Regions from separate parts of the Mus musculus genome. Here region 1 is linked to region 2. The links are chromatin contacts, called in public promoter capture Hi-C maps. All regions are on one chromosome and are shown on one strand. The core of a region is the stretch at or near the end of the contact, and the rest is flanking DNA. Distances in the headings are between cores, read along the strand shown.

Evidence for each region. Promoter capture Hi-C pulls out the DNA fragments that hold promoters and counts their contacts.
Region 1: a contact with region 2 is called in a promoter capture Hi-C map of neutrophils, with 4 times the contacts expected there. The contact joins the enhancer-like site here to the promoter of Slc12a4 in region 2. A contact is called at or near these places in 12 of 39 promoter capture datasets (the C10 cell line, the HPC-7 cell line, HPC-7-derived erythroid cells and 8 more), 1 of 484 Hi-C or Micro-C datasets (bone marrow-derived macrophages), 6 of 115 datasets of contacts at active chromatin or transcription factors (embryonic stem cells, extraembryonic endoderm stem cells, intestinal villus epithelium and 2 more) and 3 of 9 other capture datasets (adipose tissue, liver and macrophages).

What each region holds. Positions count from the first base shown.
Region 1 is chr8:105,726,240-105,732,331 of GRCm38.p6, reverse strand. Gfod2 (glucose-fructose oxidoreductase domain containing 2) reads left to right here. Exons shown (of 3, transcript NM_027469.5): 2 at 4,001-4,344. The coding sequence starts at 4,086. Among named protein-coding and RNA genes, the nearest start is that of 4933405L10Rik, 21 kb to the right of the region's middle. Within about 2 kb of position 4,766, at least 69 of the 459 cell types and tissues checked have an H3K27ac peak or open chromatin away from gene starts, as enhancers often do. A contact at or near this core is called in the HPC-7 cell line, adipose tissue, neutrophils and 1 more, where this site is marked.
Region 2 is chr8:105,964,579-105,971,493 of GRCm38.p6, reverse strand. It overlaps Slc12a4 (solute carrier family 12, member 4), which reads left to right and starts at 5,379. Exons shown (of 24, transcript NM_009195.3): 1 at 5,379-5,569. The coding sequence starts at 5,455.

The sequences.
Region 1 (6,092 bases), core at 3,517-6,016, 240 kb after region 2:
TTACTGGCTCACGCTGATCACTAAGGATGAGTTGAGCTGCTCTGAGTGTACACGTTACACAGTAACTTTGATGGTTGCAGGAAAGCTAATGACCCGGGGAAGTTTTCCCACCGCATGTGGTAGGTCTGTTGCTCACAGCCACCCATGGAATGTTGGAAAAGTCCCTCTGAGCTTCTGTTTTCTCAACTTTTTGGAGAAGATTTTATGGCCTTAAAGACAGACTAATACTGCATGCATATTAGCTTGGGAGTTAGACCTTTGCGCTCCCACACAGCTGTTCATTTGTTTGATTTGTGTGTAGGAGGGTATGGCCCATACATGTAAGAGTGTAGGTGCCCACATCTGTGTATGTGGGCATGGAGGCCAGAGAAATACACCAGGTGGCCACATAATTACTCTTTATCTTATTCCCTTGGGATCTGCACCCAACCAGAAGCTACCATTTTGACTAGGCTGTCTGGCCAGCAAGCTCTTGGGAACCACCTGTCTCTGCATCCCAAATGCTGGGCTTTCAGGCATACAAAGCCATAGCTGGCTTTTTATATAGGTGTTGAGGATTTGAATTCAGGTCTTCATGTTTATAATGCAAGCATTCTTACCTTTGAGCTATCTCCATAGTCCCCACTGTTTACTTACCTGTTTTCTTGCTTTGGCTGCTTCTGAATATTAGATATCAGTAGTTCCTTTGGTTATTTGAAAATGGAACTTTGGGCTAGTGAGATGGCTCCGTGGGCATAGGCACCTGCTGTTGCACTAGGCTGATGTCCGGCCTAAGTTTGCTTCTCAGACTCCATGGTGGAGAGAACTGACTCCCAGAAATTACTTTCTGAACTCTACATGTATGCCTTGATAGGTACATGTCTACCTTCAGACACACTTAATAATAAACATTTTAAACTCAAAACAACATACAACTTTGAGCTGGTTGTGGTAGTGCATTTGGTAGGTACAAGTTGCAGAGTTAGGAGTTCACGGTATCTTCAGCTGCACGGTGAGTTAGAGGCTAGCCCGAAATACATGATCCTGTCGAAAGGAAAAAAAAAAGGTTTTGCTGGGCAATGGTGGCATATGCCTTTGATCCCATCACTTAGGAGACAGAAGCAGGCAGATCTCTGAGTTCGAGACCAAGTTCCAGGACAGCCTGAGCCACACAGGAAAACCCTGTCTCAAAAAACAAAGATTTTATTGCTCTCTGCTTCTCATCTGTGGCCTCCATGGAAGAAGCTCCCTCCTGCAGCTGTTGTCTGAAGCCATGATGGGCTGACCCTAGAACTGTAAGCCAAAGGAAGCCCGTCTCCCCTTAGAAAACCAGCAAACAGAAAATAGCGCATCTCAACATATTTTCCAGGTAGTTGGGGAAAAAAAAACTAATCTCTATTCATGCCTGACAACAATCTTTTTCTCCCTTTTTAGCATACAAAATAATAGGATAGCATAGCATTTTCAAACATATATATCATTGTACTTTGCTCCTCTCTCTCTCTCTCTCTCTCTCTCTGTCTGTCTGTCTGTCACACATACACACACACACACACACACACACAGAGCTTTTACAGTGATGTTAGGTCAAACATAGATAAAGATGAGCACAGGGGCTGGAGAGATGGCTCAGCAGTTAAGAGCACAGCTGCTCTTCCAAAGGAACCGGTTTCAATTCCCAGCATCCACACAGACATGCGTGCAGGCAAAACACAAAGCACCAATGTACATAAAATAAAAATTAAATTAAAAAAGGGGCCGGGCAGTGGCGCATGCCTTTAATCCCAGCACTCAGGAGGCAGAGGCAGGCAGATTTCTGAGTTTGAGGCCAGCCTGGTCTACAAAGTGAGTTATAGGATAGCCAGGGCCACACAGAGAAACCCTGTCTCAAAAAACCAAAAAACCAAACCAAAACAAAACAAAAATTTAAAAAGGGATGAACGCTGTTGCTACACTTCAGGGCATACACCTATGACAGCAGCTCTAGGAAAGCTGAGATAGACACATTGTTGTGAGTTTGATGTCAGCCTGATTTACACAGTGAGTTCTAGACTATAGTATGGAACATTGTCTCCAGAAACAAAAAAAAAAAACAAAACAAAACAAACAAACAAACAAACAAAAAAACGGAGGGGATGCAAAGATAAGGGGGTGGGGTAGAAAGAAACTGACTGACTTACTGAAGGCCACCCAACTGGTGACAGAGCCAGGATTTGAACCCATCTGTACTACCTTCCCTGTCACTCTGAGCTTGTACTCTGCAGTCCTGACCAGCAAGCATATGGTGATTGGGATTCATGGGAGCTTGGTGAGGCTAGATGTATTTAGATCTTCAGGGGCATGGGAAAGGTATGCTGCAGAAATTTTAGGACAAAGAGTATGAACTTTAGGGGTGAAAAGTCAACCAGGAAAACCAGCAGTTCCTGCTTGTGCGGAAGCACCTACTCCTCCAGCTTGCCTAGCGTCGTGCCATTCGGCTCCCTCAGAGGCCTCTTCATGGGTGTGAAGCTACCCTTGAGTCAGTGGAAGTAAAACAGCTTATTAAAAAATCTAACCCATGCTGTTGTTTTACCCTGCTGGTATTTAATTGTGTGTGTGTGTGTATGCGCGCGCGCGCGCGTACACAGTAAGGTACACACAGAGACCAAAACAAGGCAGAGAATGTGCTTTATTTGGTAGAAAGCTTTGTCTGGCATTTATGAAGCCCTGGATTCAGTCCCTAGCACCTAAAACAAGGCATGGTTCATAGGTTGGGGCCACACTAGGATACACAAGACCCTGTCTACAAATAAGTAAATAAATAAATATCCTAATGACACACATAAAGAAACAAAACAGAAGATACGGAAGACTCTGGAATGGCCAGCTGCCTATGCAGTGCTCGCGTCAGTGGTTCACAGAGACATGGGCGTACTGTCCAGGGGTACGGGACGCTGCAGGGCTGCCCTGTGACCTGGCATTTCCCTTCTGATCAGTGTGTGGTGAATGGCTTTCAGGTAGGTGGTTGAGGTCTCCGTACCTCACGGTTTTAGTGGCTCCAGGGTTATTTATCTAACAGATCACTTTTATTAGCTACCCCGGTTTTCAGTCTTTGTGTTTGTTTTGTTTTGTTTTGTTTTGTTTTGTTTTGTTTGAGACAGGGTTTTTACATAGCCCTGGCTGTCCTGGAACTCAGTCCGTACACCAGGCTGGACTTGACCTCACAGAGATCCACTTGCCTCTGCCTCCTGAGTGCTATTACAGATGTCATCACCATGCTTGGCTTCATTTTTCTATTTTTTTTTAAAGATTTATTTATTTTTTATTTATATGACTACACTGTAGCTGTCTTCAGACACCCACTAGAAGACGGCAACAGATCCCATTACAGATGGTTGTGAGCCACCATGTGGTTGCTGGGAGTTGAACTCAGGACCTCTGGAAGATCAGTCAGTGCTTTTAACCACTGAGCTATCTCTCCAGCCCCCTCTGTTTTGGTTTTTTTTTTAATATTTTTTCAGCTTTTTTTTTTTGAGACAGACTCTTGCTCATCGACCAGGCTGGCCTTACGCATACAATACTCCTTCTTTGGACTTCCAAGTGCTCCAGGGTGAACATCTGTTTGCAAAAAAAGGAAAAGAGAACCATTTCTTTTTGTGTTTTTGATTTGGAGTCTCAAACCCTATATACTCAGGTATACACACAAACACACACACACACACACACACACACACACACACAATGCTTTTTAGAAGGAAGTCTAAAGATCTTTATTTTGTAGTTGAAGCCTTGAAGGCTAAATCACTTGACCAGGGTTAGGTAGAATAAGGACTTGACCCTACTTTTCATAGTTTACTTGTTTTCTCTGTGTCCAGTAGGTGACGGTGGTATCCAGTGTGCCAGGAACAAGATTCTTCAGCTTTTTATTTTGGAAAAATACTTTGTGTTTCGGGGACAGAGAGCTTGTTGCTTCCAAATTGCCTTAGAATCTAGGCTCCTCTGAGTGTAATCTCTGCCGCTGACCAGTTCATTTCTGTTTTAGGAGCCATGTTTGATCAGGATGACGGGACGGTCAGCTGCATCCCGGGGACCCTTGTAAGGACATGAGTGCTTGAGCAGAGGCCAGGATGAAGCTGCTCCCAGGAGTCGGTGTGTTCGGGACTGGCAGCTCAGCCCGGGTCCTGGTCCCGCTGCTGAGGGCAGAGGGCTTCACCGTGGAGGCCCTGTGGGGGAAGACTGAGGAAGAGGCAAAGCAGCTGGCCGAGGAGATGAACATCACCTTCTACACCAGCCGCACAGACGACGTCTTGCTGCATCAAGACGTAGACCTGGTCTGCATCAACATCCCACCTCCGCTCACCCGGCAGATATCCGTGAAGGCTCTAGGTATGCATCTTCAGGCTACAGCGGCAGACTGTGTTTCCTCCTCTGGGCAGTCCTCCACAGTGCCCGGCCCTCTCCTAGGCCTGGCCATTCCTTCTTTGTCTGCACCTGCGGGTAGTGGTGCTCTGGGATATCGCTGGGGCAGAGGTGGGGAAGGACATGCTGGAGATTCTAAAAGCTCTAACCCTCTCTGCTCCCTATTCACCACTAACCCTCGGGGCAGAAGCTCAGCCCATCAAGGAGCTAGAGACGGCTGCCCTCCTTCACTGTCCAGCCTGCTGTGGGGAGGTCAGCACTTCCCCGGACCCCCGGACCCTCAGATGTGATGGATGTGTTTGTTCTGTCCCGCTGTAGCAAGCAGCACCACAGGAAGGAGAGGAGGTTGTCTAGAAGGCTCCCGCTTCCTGTGCTTTGTCAGCCCTTGGCTGTAATGAGCACCACCCTTCCTGGCAAACTGCAATCTGGTATTGCCAGACAGCAGGAAGGTGCTCTGTCAGGCCTGGCTTTCCTGACACACACCACAGAATAGCCTGCTCACATGTCCACTCTCCTGGGAACCTGACTGGGTGTGACCTGGTGAGCTGTTCTTCAGGTTCCTAGTGAGTTCCTCTTGCCTGTGAACTATAGGCAGGTTCTTCTTTTCATCATATAGATCTTGAAATAAGAGTTTACTATGTAGCTCCGGCTATCCCCCAACTCACACTCCTGCCTCACCCTTCTGAGTGCTGGGATTATGTGTGTGCCACTGATCCTGGTGTCTCGTCTCATCTCGTCTCTTCTCTTCTCTTCTCTTCTCTTCTCTTCTCTTCTCTTCTCTTCTTCTGTTACAGGATCTGTCTCTCTTGCTATTTTTCTTTGTGTTACTGTTGTTCTTAATTAAGGATCTAAGCGCTGTAACTGCAGTCCTTTTAGAATTGGAGGAAGACAAGACAGTCACTTAGGCGGTAGCTGTTGGAACAGTCTAACTTCAGCTCAGCTCCTTTAGACCTGGAGCACAAGAGAAATTTTCACAGTTCCCTGAAGCTTCCATCTACCTCAGCATGTCTCGTGGGCTGGAATATAATGTGGTGAGCCTATGACAGACACGGGGTTTGGTGAAGACAGCAGTGTGAGGCACACAGCGCTGACACAGACTTGCAGGTATGTGACATGTGACACAGGTCCAGGTTTTCACCATTCCTCCTTCCCATGTCTGTTAGAACCGTAGCCTCTAGCCTTTGAGACTTGAAGTAAAAGAACAGTGAGGCTTGCTGGTGCCCCGTGCAGTGTCCAGTCCAGCACCCGCTGTGTGTTCTCACAGAACTTGTGTGGTGTGGTACACCCCACCCCACACACCATATCCCACACTCCACCCTGCCCTGCAAGGTTCCCTGCACAGCACCACCAAAGAAGCAATGTCACCTGGGATAGAAGTAATTTCTCAAGCACCTCAGATTTCCTGCCTCTCTGGGGTGGGTGCCATTCTCTCTGGGCAAACTTCCTGGGTGGTTTGCTGCAAACTGTGGATGAAGGGTCACAGACCCAACTGTCTTTGTTGTCAATGAAAGAAACTGAAGGGCTGGGGTATAGTTCAGTTGGTAGAGTGTTTGCCTGCATTTATGAAAACCAGGATTCAGTCTCAAGAACTACGAAAGACTTAACCCACTCGGATGGTGGTATATGTTGTAGGAACTTTAAATCCTGGCCCAGGGTTTCTACCCTGCCTTTGGTTTATTAAGTTCCTGGATTAAAAAAAAAACACACACAGCCTT
Region 2 (6,915 bases), core at 4,130-6,629:
GTTCTACTCCCTGGTGACTTAGCATTCAAATAGATGAGCCTATGGCGGCCATTCTCCATCACACCAGACCTTGGAGCTTCCTTCTTTGGCAGAGAACCTTTCCTTTCTTAATAAACTTCTATTCCTAAACTAACAAGCCCTCATAATGAAGATGCCTAGGATCCAATACGTTAAAAACCTTTTATATCAGACTGGGTGGTGGCATTTAGGCAGCACTCTGCCTCCCCAGCACTCTGGAGGCAGAGGCAGGCAGATCTCTGTGAGTTCAAGGTCAGCCTGATCCACACAGAAGGAGTTCCAATGTACACAGAAACACCTTGTCTCAAACAAATGAAGCAAAAAACAGAACCAGGGCTGGTGAGATGGCTCAGTGGGTAAGAGCACCCGACTGCTCTTCTGAAGGTCCAGAGTTCAAATCCCAGCAACCACATGGTGGCTCGCAACCATCCTTAACAAAATCTGACTCCCTCTTCTGGTGTGTCTGAAGACAGCTACAGTGTACTTACATATAATAATAAATAAATCTTAAAAAAAAAAAAAAAAAAAAACAGAACCAAACCCCTTTTATGTCTATGCTTTTGTTAACATAAATTAACCCACTTATTGCAGGCCAGGGATGTCTCAAACAGTCGGATGCTGCTGGTCTTTTGATTCCTTCTGTTTGCGGTCCACTGACTTGTATGTGACAGAGGAAGTGGTCCTGTAGGCCCCGCCAGCCACTGTGCCATTTGCCATGGTTGGTCTTGCCACAGAAGGAGCAAGTGTGCTTGGCCTGCTGGCCCGTTTCATCTTTTGTCACTGTGTGGAGAAGGAGGGGTTGCAGTGGGTCCCCTACCCCCTGAAGATCCCAGACTTCTTGGTGTGCTTACATACATTTTCAGGTTTTCCCTATGGCTTTAGCAAATTCTTTATTGAGATGAACTCTATATACAACAAAACTATGTAAAAGGCCAATTCAAAGCTGGGGAGATGGCTCAGTGAGTAAAATGTCTAGCTGAATCAGAGAGCTTCAGATTCAAGGAGAGACCTAGTCTCAAAAACAAAACAAAACAAACAAAAAAAAACATGGATCAGGGTCTGGTGAAGGGGCCACAGGTGACATGTCAGGCCACGAAGGTGGTAAAAGGGACCCCTGAAACAGCCCAAGAAGCAGGCTACTCAGAGATGGATGAGGAAGACAAAGCTTTCGAGCAAAAATGATAGGGCAACAGAAGCAACTCAAGAACTAGCAGCCAAGGCCACCAAGAAGGGCCCTGGCCACCCATGCAATTAAAAAATCCAGAAAGGGGGACCGGAGAGATGGCTCAGCCGTTCCGAGCAATGAGTGCTCTTTCAGAGGTCCTGAGTTCAATTCCCAGCAACCACATGGTGGCTCACAACCATCTGTAATGGGATCTGATGCCCTTTTATGGTGTGTCTGAAGAGAACAACTGTGTACTCATATATATATATATATATATATATATATATATATATATATATAATAAATAAATCTTTAAAAAAGAAGGAAAAAAGAAAAAGAGAAAGAAATAAATTTAGTGAAAAGTACCTGAGGTGACAGTGACCCTCTTCTATTCCTATTTAAACATCTGGACTCCCTGCCACACCATCTTTTGCCACCTACAGCTACACCTATAAGGATTTAATCACAGCACAAAGAAAAAAATCATTGAGACAGGTTGACCAGTAAGCCCCACGGTTCTCTCTCTATGACTCCTTATCTCTGATATTACAAGTGTCCAGGCTTTTTTTTTTTTTATGTGCATGTCTGTCTTTACATACTGAGGTTATGTGCACCACATGTGTACCCGAGTCCACAGAGGCCAAAAGAGGGTATCCATCCCCTGGAACTGGAGTTACAGACAGACAGTTGTGAGCCACCATGTGGTTCTGGGAACACAAGCCAGGTCCTTTGCAAGAATAAGTACTCTTGGGCTAGAGAGATGGCTCAGTGGATAAGAGTACTGACTACTGTTTCAGAGGTCCTGAGTTCAATTCCCAGCAACCACAACCATCTGTAATGCCCTCTTCTGGTGTGTTTGAAGACAATGACAGTGTACTCACATATATGAAATAAATAAATCCTTTTAAAAAAAGTACTCTTAACCACAGAGCCATTTCTCAAGCCTCCAAGCTTTTTTAAATTTTTTTTTTAATATAGGATTCTTGGGGTTAAACTCAGATTCTCACGTTTGCAAGATGTATTTGTTGATTTATTCTGTGCTGTGATTAAATCTGGGACAGAAACAGTTCCAGGAAAGAGGAGTTTACTTTGGGTCACAGTTCCAGGGTCCAGTCCATCATGGTGAGAAAGTCCCTGAAGTCGGAGCTTGAGGCATCTGGGCACAATGCTTCTGCAGGCCGGAAACAGAGAGGATGAATGCTGGTTTCCTTTCTTTCTTTTTTAAACAAAAAACAAAAAACAAAAAAACAGGATTTCTCTGTATAGTCTTGGCTGTCCTGGAACTCACTTTGTAGACCAGGCTGGCCTCGAACTCAGAAATCCGCCTGTCTCTGCCTCCCAAGTGCTGGGATTAAAGGCGTGCGCCACCACGCCCGGCTCGAGAACATATATTTAATCTATTTATTATGGATACAGTGTTCTGCCTGCATGTTTCCTGCAGGGCAGAAAGGGCATAAGATCTCATTACTGATAGTTGTGATCCACCTTGTGGTTGCTGGGAATTAAACTCAGGACCTCCGGAACCCCAGATAGGTCTCTTAACCTCTGAGCCATTTCTTCAGAGAACATTTATTAAAAAAAAAAAAAAAAAATCCTACTGAAGTTAAAATTTGCCAGCATTTAGGCAAAATGGGCAGCCTGGTCAACAGAGTGAGTTCCAGGGCAGCCAAGGCTACACAGAGATTATAGGCATGTACTCTTATTATATCCCATTTTTTGTAATATGCACTAGAAAAGCACTCTACCAACTGAGCTACATCTTGAGTGAGCCTCTGTTTTTTGTTCTTTTGAGACAGGGATTATACATAGCTCAGGCTGTCCTCCAACTCAGCCTCACATCTCTGTTGAGTTCCAGGGGTGCAGGGTAGCCCACGATGCCCAAACTTTTCCTTTATTTGAATTTCATTTTCTGAGATTTTAAAGAGTCAGATGTTAGAGTTTCTGTTGCCAATCCTCAGTATCTCTCTTTTCCCCCTGTCTGGCTGCCCTGGAACTTACTATATATAGACCTGGCCTGCCTCTGTCTCTCTAGTGCCAGAGAAATGGCTGGACACTTGGGAGCCCTTGCAAACGCTTGCAGAGCACCAGAGTTCAGCTCCCGATGCACATCAGATAACTCACAACTACCTGTAACTGCAGCTCCAGGGGAGTTGACACCTTTGATCTTCCAGGGCACCTGCACACACACATACTCACACCCAGACACACATGGAAACCGATAATTAACAAGAAAACATCCAGGCATTGCGGCACACATCTTTTATTCTAGCACCTAGGGACTGCCTGTGAGGGCAACCTGGTCTACATAGAGATCAAAGCCAGCTAGGGCTACATAGTGAGACTCTCTGGGGGGGGGGGGGAAAGCAAAAAAGAAGAAGAAGAAGGAGAAGGAGAAGGAGAAGGAGAAGGAGAAGGAGAAGGAGAGGAGAAGAAGAAGAAGAAGAAGAAGAAGAAGAAGAAGAAGAAGAAGAAGAAGAAGAAGAAGAAGAAGAAGGGAAGGGAAGGAAGGAAGGAAGGAAGGAAGAAAGAAAGAAAGAAAGAAAGAAAGAAAGAAAGAAAGAAAGAAAATAACTTAAAAAAAAGAAAGAAAAGAAAGAGAAGAAAAGATGGGGCCTCTGTGTGTGTGTGTGTGTGTGTGTGTCCAAAGATCTTCAAGTGTTGTTCCTCAGTAGACACCCACCTGTTTTTTTGTTTGTTTGCTTCTTTGGTTTTGATTTTTGGACTGACTGGGGTAATGCTATTAGTTATACCTTGTATCTTTTTTTGGAATATTTATTACTCATAGCTTGTATTATATTTCTTCTTGCTCAGTTTATTTTTCAATTTTAAAGGTAAATTTAAATGTGTGTGTGTGTGTGTGTGTGTGTGTGAACCCTGGTACAGTCTGAGGGAGCTGGAGGGCATCAGATCCCCTGGAGCTAGAGACATATGCAGTCATAAGCTACCTGATGTGGGTGCTGGGGACTGAACTTGGGTCTGGGGCAAGAACAACAAAAGCTTGTAACCAGTGAGCCTTCTATACAGAGAGTGCAGGATAGGAGATGCAGAGCCGAGAGCACGCGCGCACAGCTGGAAAGCAGTTAAAGGTGCCAGAAAGAGAGGGAGGCCGATTGCAGCCCGGAAGAGCTGACTGGGAAGGGTTAGTTGTTGAGCTGCTTCAGGGAGGTCCTAGCCGAGCGGCCCACCCAGGCAGTTGGGGCTGGCGGGTGGCAGCAGAGGGCGCGGATTCTAGAGTCAGCCCAAATTCTAAAGGCTACACCAGAAAGGGAGAAAGAATGGAGATAGAGCAGAAAGATGAGCCCTGGAGCTTTCTGATAGGAAGGAAGCGGGGTGGGGTGGGGGAAGAGGCCAAAAGAACAACTCAGAAAGATAAAAATTCTCAAGTCAAGGCGACTAGGTAAGTTATCTGAGTGTGAAAGAAGTTAGCACCAAGAAAGGAAAGGACTCGGGTGCAGGAACCTCCAGGAGGTGAGGTTATGAAGGAGCAAGTTCAAATGAGATAACTGGGCTATCCCAAAGTGTCGATGAGGGATGGGCCGGTGTAACCTCTAGCGAGGAGGGAGCGGACTCCTCTAGGAAGGGCATACGATCTTCAACCACCTGCTAAGGGAGAGGCTGCAGCGAGCAGAACTGAGGGAGAGACCGTAGGCTACCAAAGTCCTGGAGAAGCGTTAGAGAGAAATGATGGTAATGGAAGAGTATGTATGTGAGGGTGATGAAAGACTTGAGGAGGTTTGGGGTGGTCACTGTGACATTGACCAGGTCCTGCTAGCTTTCCCGCTATGGAAGAGTATGTATGTGAGGGTGATGAAAGACTTGAGGAGGTTTGGGGTGGTCACTGTGACATTGACCAGGTCCTGCTAGCTTTCCCGCTAAATAACAAAAAGTGACTGAGAGCTAATTAGATTCAGGGAACAGAGCCAGTGCACCCTGCGCCCCGTCTCACCATCATAATACCCCTAAAAGTTAAAATACTTTCCCTCACTTTATTAAGTATCGCATTTGGGGCTCAGAGAGGGCAACCCCTTACCCAAAGACACACAGGAACCCTACCCTCCAGCAGCTAGAGTACTTCGTTCCCGGGGTCCTCTCATCCCCCCTCGGGGAGGAGCCGACCCGAGCCCCTCCTGCTCCCCGCCCCCGAGGGGCGGCCCGGGGGGCGGGTGGAGGAAGTGAGCGCAGCGGGGTGGAATGCGAGCGGGCGGGGCGGGCCAGCCTGGGGCGGCGGGGACTGCCGGCTGGAGGCCGGGACCGCGGGCCAAGCGCGCGCGATGCCTCACTTCACCGTGGTGCCGGTGGACGGGCCGCGACGCGGCGACTATGACAACCTCGAGGGGCTCAGTTGGGTGGACTACGGCGAGCGCGCCGAGCGGGAAGACTCGGACGGTGAGGGTGCGCCCGGCGGGGGCTGTGGCCGGGACGGGGGGCATCTACACGGGACTCGCGCCTTCGGACCGCGCGCGCAGACGTCCATGCAGGACTCCACTTTTCTTGCTCCTTGCGCGCTCAGACCGATGAGTCTTTTTGGTCCGGGACTCCCGGGCTAGGTCGTCCTCCACCCACTCCCAGCTCCTCCCCCGAGGGCCGCGGGCGGGGGCTGCAGACGTGGCCGCCTTGGGAGGCCGGGTAACGGGCTGCCTTGCTTAGGCTGGCGCCGAACGCGCCACGGGTCTGGGTCCAATGGAAGCCTGGATTGTAGCTTCCTCACTTTCTGTGAATCGCCCCCATCCTCTTGAGTGTCACCCTCTCTTCCTCTATGACTCACCGCCCCTCTCTTGTCCTTTCCCTACCCCTGCCTCCTTGCACACTGGCCCGGTAGGAGCAAAGGGTGTGCTCGCTGAAGAGCCTGTGTTGGCCTTGGTCTACGTAGATCTGTGCGTATCATGGACACCTAGGGAGCAGTCACACGGGGCCAGGCTTGTCTAGGCACTGTACATGAAGCAACTCGCTTTAATCCTCCCAACCTCCCCCATGGGACAGGTTCTGTTACTCGCACTTAGGAAGGAGTGAAGGGCGGTGGGGAAGAGTTATGTAACTTGTTCCAGTGGGATTCAAACCCGGATATGAGAATGTAGTGCCTTAACCTAGGTATCAGGGCTGGTTATAGAGGTAAACCCTTTCTCCCTTCCAGTGCCCCATCTCTCCATCTTCCACCCACGGAGGCTCCTCACACTTGGAATGGGAACGGTCCTGGTTATATGTGTCTGTCTGTATAGCTGTCCAGGCATGTGTAAATGCACGTGTGTCGCTGAGTATCACAGGGTCAGGTCAGGACGTCCTTATGGCTACTGTTTCCAGGAAGGCTGCCAGTGATGAGCCTGGTGCTATGATAACAAATGCCTGTGATGTCTGAGGCTGACCGTGATAGAAAGGTGTAGGAAATGTGTGTTGTGTCTGGTGATGGTATCGGAGGCTATCTGATAGGTCTGTGATGGTGACATGCTTGAGGGGTAGTCTGTGCTTCATGTGAACGGTGACTGAATGACCTGCCTGCCATGTGGACATACAGGCCAGGGGCATGGACTGCAGATGTCACGGAGATTTGTCAGGTTTCACAGCTGTGTGTAAGTAACCCTAGATCCCACATCCCCTGCTGCCCCTTGCCTGGTCCAAGGTGTCGGAACCATATCCCTCCTTCCCTGGGACTGGAAGGATGTCTGTCCCTAGATGATGTACTGAACTGCATCCTGGAGATTAGCCTGGACCAATGGGCAGTACTGAGCCTTTTCTTT